Linked DNA regions of Ovis aries: region 1 is linked to region 2. The links are chromatin contacts, called in public Hi-C maps. All regions are on one chromosome and are shown on one strand. The core of a region is the stretch at or near the end of the contact, and the rest is flanking DNA. Distances in the headings are between cores, read along the strand shown.

What was found. A called contact is a pair of places that touch in the nucleus more often than the background predicts.
Region 1: a contact with region 2 is called in a Hi-C map of tail adipose tissue, with 4 times the contacts expected there. The contact joins the promoter of CCDC25 here to the promoter of LOC101113728 in region 2. A contact is called at or near these places in 9 of 16 Hi-C or Micro-C datasets (hypothalamus, liver, mixed tissues and 5 more).

What each region holds. Positions count from the first base shown.
Region 1 is chr2:102,173,697-102,176,656 of ARS-UI_Ramb_v3.0, forward strand. CCDC25 (coiled-coil domain containing 25) reads right to left here and starts at 1,406. Exons shown (of 8, transcript XM_060409534.1): 1 at 1,305-1,406. The coding sequence starts at 1,332. It overlaps ESCO2 (establishment of sister chromatid cohesion N-acetyltransferase 2), which reads left to right and starts at 1,474. Exons shown (of 11, transcript XM_004004434.5): 1 at 1,474-2,960.
Region 2 is chr2:102,032,218-102,035,437 of ARS-UI_Ramb_v3.0, forward strand. LOC101113728 (clusterin) reads right to left here and starts at 1,912. Exons shown (of 11, transcript XM_060411033.1): 1 at 1,872-1,912; 2 at 963-1,090; 3 at 1-321.

The DNA of each region.
Region 1 (2,960 bases), core at 156-2,655, 140 kb after region 2:
AGAACAGGACAGACAGCAGATAAAAATGCAATTAGGAGCTTAGAATGATTTTTCAGGCTAGTTTGAATTTTGTTTCTAGTAATTTTAATAATATGGATAAGAAAAAACTAAGCCCACAGAAACAGAGAAATGGCTTACAGCACACTGTGGAAGCCTAAACCATTGAGAAAAATGAGATGTGACAGTGTGATGGAGTAGCAGAGGAGGGCTCTGAGTTACAACTTTCCTGGGCTTCAACTTTCTCATCTCTAAAGAGCAAGTGCCACCCTGTTCAAACCCACATAACCACTATTATTGGTTTCACTTAAATCTCACCTTTAACAAGTAGGCAGAGAGTAGCAATAGAATAGAGTGTGCTAGAAGTAAAAAAATAGCATTCGTTTATTCAGTAAGTATTTACTGAGTTCTTATTAAGAGTCAGGCACTATGCTAGCGGATCAAGGAGAGCCTGTACCTGCCCTCAACGGGCTTACACTCTATCTCAAGCAGACAAAAGTTTAACATCAAATGATACGTGCAATGCTGAACATATATATTGTGTTAAGGGGATTCCCCCAAGAGATATACCTAAGCAATCCTGGGGTGGGAACAAGGAAAGAAAAAAGGCATTTGTAAAAGATAGGCGAGGGCCGTCTCTGGGGAGGAGCAGCTAACTGGGGGGTTCATTTAAGGCAAAGAGAAAAATATAAGTAGAGAAACGAAGACACTGCAGTTCCTGGGGACTAAACACACCCTTTTCTTGCCTGCCAAAGACAAATGAGAAACTATCATGTCACTTTTCAAAATCTGGGACATTAACTCTGCCCAGTGAGTGTATGTCTCGCCACTCCAGAGTCTTTCGGTAGCATCCAAACCCAATAACCCTTTCCTGGAAGGGTAAGGCGCACTTTCTGTAAGGCAGAGTTGTTGGCAGGTGTCTCCTTTCTTACCAGAGAGCAGCAAGATTAAATGTTACGGGGGTGGGTGGGGAAGAGAAGACTTCACGATGTAGTGTGAATAAGTCCACAAACTGCCTGATTCCAGGTAGCGACAGGTCTTTCTAATTGAGGGAAAAGAAGACCGACAGGAGGCAAAGAGAGCACTGGGGATGGTCCCTCTACGCTCCCCTCTCCCCAAACCAGGCACTGAAGAGCAGGCACACTGGGAGGACTGGGACGGACACGGTGGAGAGACCATCAGGACGAAGGAAGAGGCACCCACTGCCGAGAAGGCACTTAAGGACCAGGCTAGCGGTGGCCTCGAGGTCTCGGCTTCGGAGCCCCACAGTCAACATAGGGACCCGGAAGGTCTCGGCGACCACTCACCGCTACTACTGGTGAAGTAGAACACCATGATCCCAGCGGCGGTGGGACAACTACAGCGCCCAGCAGCAGTACTCAAACCTGGAAGCTCAGGATACCGGAAGCGCGGAGGCCGCGTTCCCCGGAACTGCTCACGCACTTCCGGCTGACGTCGGGTCGCATCATAACGCCTGTCGCCAGCGCCATCTTCAATTCTGCTGAGGAGGCGGTGTCGGCGCGCTTGGAGCTCATTTGGGGGTCAAAGGAGAGAGGATGGAGGCAGGAGGATTTAGTGGGTGGAAAACGATGCGGGGAACTATCTTAAGAGAAAAATGCCACAGCCTGGCTTTATTTTTAGAACCTCCACCCTGTGGGCTATCAAGTTGGTTTCATTTGCCGCTTTTCACTCGCATCTGGGCTCCCTGAAAGTAGAAACCTTGTGCCTTCTTCACGGCTACGCTTTCACTGAACTAATCACGGTGCTTGGAACTTAGTATGCTGCTGCTGCTGCTAAGTCGCTTCAGTCGTGTCCGACTGTGTGCGACCCCATAGACAGCAGCCCACCAGGCTCCGCCGTCCCTGGGATTCTCCAGGCAAGAACACTGGAGTGGGTTGCCATTTCCTTCTCCAGTGCATGAAAGTGAAAAGTGAAAGTGAAGTCACTCAGTGGTGTCCGACTCTTTGTGACCCCATGGACTGCAGCCTACCAGGCTCCTCTGTCCATGGGATTTTCCAAGCTAGAGTACTGCAGTGGGGTGCCATCGCCTTCTCCGGAGCTTAGTCTAGAAGCTCATTAAAATTTGAATGAACCTAAGTTCCTCCACTATTCTCATTCTAGCTCCATCACTTGTTGGGCACTTTCGGTTGCTGCACTTCGCAGCAAAATGAGGATGAATGGAGCGGTTAATTCACAGGTTATTTTGCCAAGGTTAAGTAAATTAATAGGTGTAAAAGGTTTAGGACGTGGTGAACAATCTAGAATTAAAGTTAGTTTCACCGGAGGCAGTATGCCTCTCTGCGTTTGGGCTCGTACTGTTCTACCTTTAAATCCAAGATCTGCCATCTGTTACCTACGAGGCTGAGGGAACCTCAAATCTTCCGGCTGTAAAGTGGGAATGATCTGACTCAGTTCCCAACAGCACTTCGCTTTAACCTGATTATTTATATTATCTTATTATGTGAAGTTAAGCGCATCACTGAACTAAATTTTTTTAGAACTAAGAAATGTGCCCAGAGAGTGTACTAGGAGGTGGTACACAAACATAACAGTAGCTAATAACAAACGAGAGCTTTAGGAACTTCTGGGCTTTCCGAAGGAAGAATATACATTGTCCTATGAATAGTAATTGTTTTCAGGCCCTCAGTTTTATTCTCTATACAATGGGAACGATGGTACATATCCCATAGACTGTGGTGAATGAAATAAAACACTAAAACGTGCATGAATACCTGGCACGTAGATGTTACTGGCGTGATTTAATTTATTTAACTTGAAAAAAAAATTTTAATTGCTTCCCCTAACATCACTAGGAAAAAAAAAAAAAAAAGTAACCGTAGCTCAGTCGGTAAAGAATCTGCCTGCAATGAAGGAGACCTGGGTTGGGTTCCTGGGTCGGGAAGATCCCCTGGAGAAGGAAATGACAAGCCACTCCAGTATTCTTGCCTGGAGAATCCCATGGA
Region 2 (3,220 bases), core at 662-3,161:
GTGCTAAAAAGCTTCCAAGTAATACTGATACTTGGAGACAGCAATGGCAACCCATTCCAGTACTCTTGCCTGGAAAATCCCATGGACAGAGGAGCCTGGTAGGCTGCAGTCCATGGGGTCACAAAGAGTCAGACATGACTGAATGACTTCACTTTCACTTTTCACTTTCATGCATTGGAGAAGGAAATGGCAACCCACGCCAGTGTTCTTGCCTGGAGAATCCCAGGGACGGCAGAGTCTGGTGGGCTGCCATCTATGAGGCTGCATGGGGTCGGACACGACTGAAGCGACTTAGCAGCAGCAGCAGTAGCAATACTGATACTAGCCGAAGAACAGACAGTATGAGAACAGCGGCTGTGCAGCCAAATTACCCTCCCTTTGCACTAACTCCCCTCCCCTCCCATTTTCAGACCAAGGCACCTGGTTGCCAACTGCTCTGATTAAACAAGCCACTCAAAGGCCCTCCTTTCCCCAGAAGAAGCCATGGGGAGGACACCGTCAGGCAGAGTAAGCTGCAGGGTCCAAAGCCCAAGCTCCCCTCCTACTCCCTCCCCAAATAAGTAAACTCTACCTAAATGAAAAACAAAACAATTCACCTGTAATTCACACCCTCCAGAGGCAAACAATAGCACTGCGGTATCTTTCCTCTTTTCTGTGCAATTGGGTCCTTTACATCTACTATCTTCAAATACACTCTAAAAGCATACTTTCATGGCTGCGTAATAGTCTTTTTTCTGGTGTACCTTGTTTTGCCATCCCACAAGGCTGAGCATTTAAATTGTCTTTAATTTCTGACTATTATTATAATGAACACTCTCAAGAGCATCCTTTTATAGAATTTGTACTTACTCTTAAATTCTTAACCTCACTCTTAAATAGTAATAATCAGCTTCTTTTTTTCAGTAAGTCCAGAAATTCTGGAAGGTCAAGACTTGGGTTCTAATCCCAATTGTGATACCTACTTTCTGTTTATCTTTGGAGACTTTTCTTTCTGTTTATTCTTCCAGATTTTCATCTATAAATTGTGACAGTTTTGAATCAGACGTCTGAAATCTGATGGAGGTTGTGTGGCACGTTTCTCTGATGTACTCTGGGGCATTAGGAAGGAGAAAGAGTTTTTCCAGGTGGCTCAGTGGTGAAGAATCTGCCTGCCAATGCAGGAGACTCAAGAGATGCGGTTCCGTCCCTGAGTTGGGAAGATCCCCTGAAGGAGAAAATGGCAACCCACTCCAGTATTCTTGCCTGGAGAATTTCGTGGACAGAGGAGCCTGGCAGGCTACAGTCCATGGGGTACCAGAGTCGGACACGATGGAGCACGCACACAATGTATACTTAAAACATCATACTTATAAACACACTAGCCAGAGAACTAGAGAATTCGGGAGCAAACAAGATGACTCACGCGCTCAAGCTGACTGCCACCCCTGGAGATATCAGCGCCTTTCCAAGGAAAATGCTGCAGGAAGGCTCTCAGAGCGGGCCAGCTCTGCCACTAACTAGCCTGGCCTCCAGCGTCTGCGGCAGTCCTCCAAATGTCAATTTCCCCATCTTTACAAAAAGAGGTTCACTACACCTATCCTGTTTACCCCCACAGAACTGTGACTGGAGTTCATGAGCAAAAGGGCTCCCGAGTCCTTGCTTGTGCGCCGACCCCAGCAATTTTCGGACCCCGCCAGGCTCGCAGGCGATGGGGTTCCGGTCACCTGCCTTCCCTGATCTCCCGACTCCACTCAAAGCGCCCCTCTGACAGCCCTGTAACTACCAGCGATCATCCTCTCCTAGCCTGGCGGCCACCTCCACCCCCACCCCCTCGCTCATCGTCCCGGCGGCGGGGCTCCACGTAGGGAACTGGAACGGTGGGGACGTCTCACCAGTCACCGCTGCCCGCGCGCTCCTCCTGGCCACGCCGCGTGCACAGCACCGTGAGGCGCCCGTATTTATAGCGCTCCGCTGCGTATACACCCACTTTGGGGCTGGCTGCAAACCTGCATGACTCACGCCCAAAGAATGCCGTAGAAAGCACCGGGAGCTTTCTGGAAGCCCGCGCGGGAGGGGGTGCTGAGATGCGGGGGGCGGGCAGTTGGCTGGGGGTGGAGGGGGGGAGAGATCCGGTGCAGCACTCAGCGGGGGGCGCAGGGGGGCGCTTTGGCACCGCGAAAGGCTCCAGCGGAGACAGACGTTGGGGTGCGGGATCGCACCCTTGGGGCTCAGAGCTGGGGCACGGCGCCCCCAGGAGGGAAGAGCCTGAATTAACGTGCACGGCGAGCCCCCAGCTCCGCAGAAGTGGAGGGATGCTCCGCGCCCCAGGCTGGTGCCTACTCCCAAATCAAAACTCACAATTCCGCTGCCCGATTGAACGTTAATTTCTCACTTGCGCCACTCCTCCGGCTCCATTTAACAGCATCAGAAATAACGGGGCTGTAATGGAGAGGGATGTCGTGATAGAGAAGGAACGCAGAAAGAGTGAAATGACCGCTTCCCAAACCACTACAGTGACCTGGTGATCCCACGGCAGACCTGCTAGGCGGCAGGAACAGAAACAGGTTCTTGGGAATGAACAGAGCATCCGTTTGGGAAATCATAAGGCCTCCCTGACTCTCTGATTCCTGGACCTTAACTAAATGTTGTCCCCATCCACCTGAGATTCAGCCAAACCGAGTGGGCTTCATGAACATGGTACCCTGCTGCCCCGCGCATTATTTGATGAGCTACTGTCCAAGTCTTGAAATTCTCAATCGTGTTTGAACAAGGGGCCCTGCGTTTTCCTTGTGCCCAGGGCCTCTCAAATTATGCTGCTGATCCTGTTTGCAAAAGCCTTCACTCATCTCCACCAGCCCCAAGTTCCCTCTGCTGGCAGGAGGAAGCTTGCCAACAGACTCCCTGTGGCAGGGGGCTTTGATGGGGATGAGGGGTGGGAGCCCTTATGCCACCCCCTGGCAGGGAGGGGACCAACCCAGAAGCACCACAGGCATAGCGATTAATACTTCGTGGGGAAGAAACCGAGTCAGGCACTCTGGTCCAGGATGTTTGAGCCCTAAGAGAAAGGCCTAGGGGCTTGAGGGTGGTTCTCGCCCTGGCTGGGTGAAGATGGGTGTGCAGGGCAGGTGGGGACAGTTTGGTTCACTTGCCAACTGAAAACCGGCGAGATGAGGGGCAAAGAGGAGAGTCCTATGGCAAGGGGCTGAGTATTCCTGCTCACAGCTTTCAACATACAGCTTCA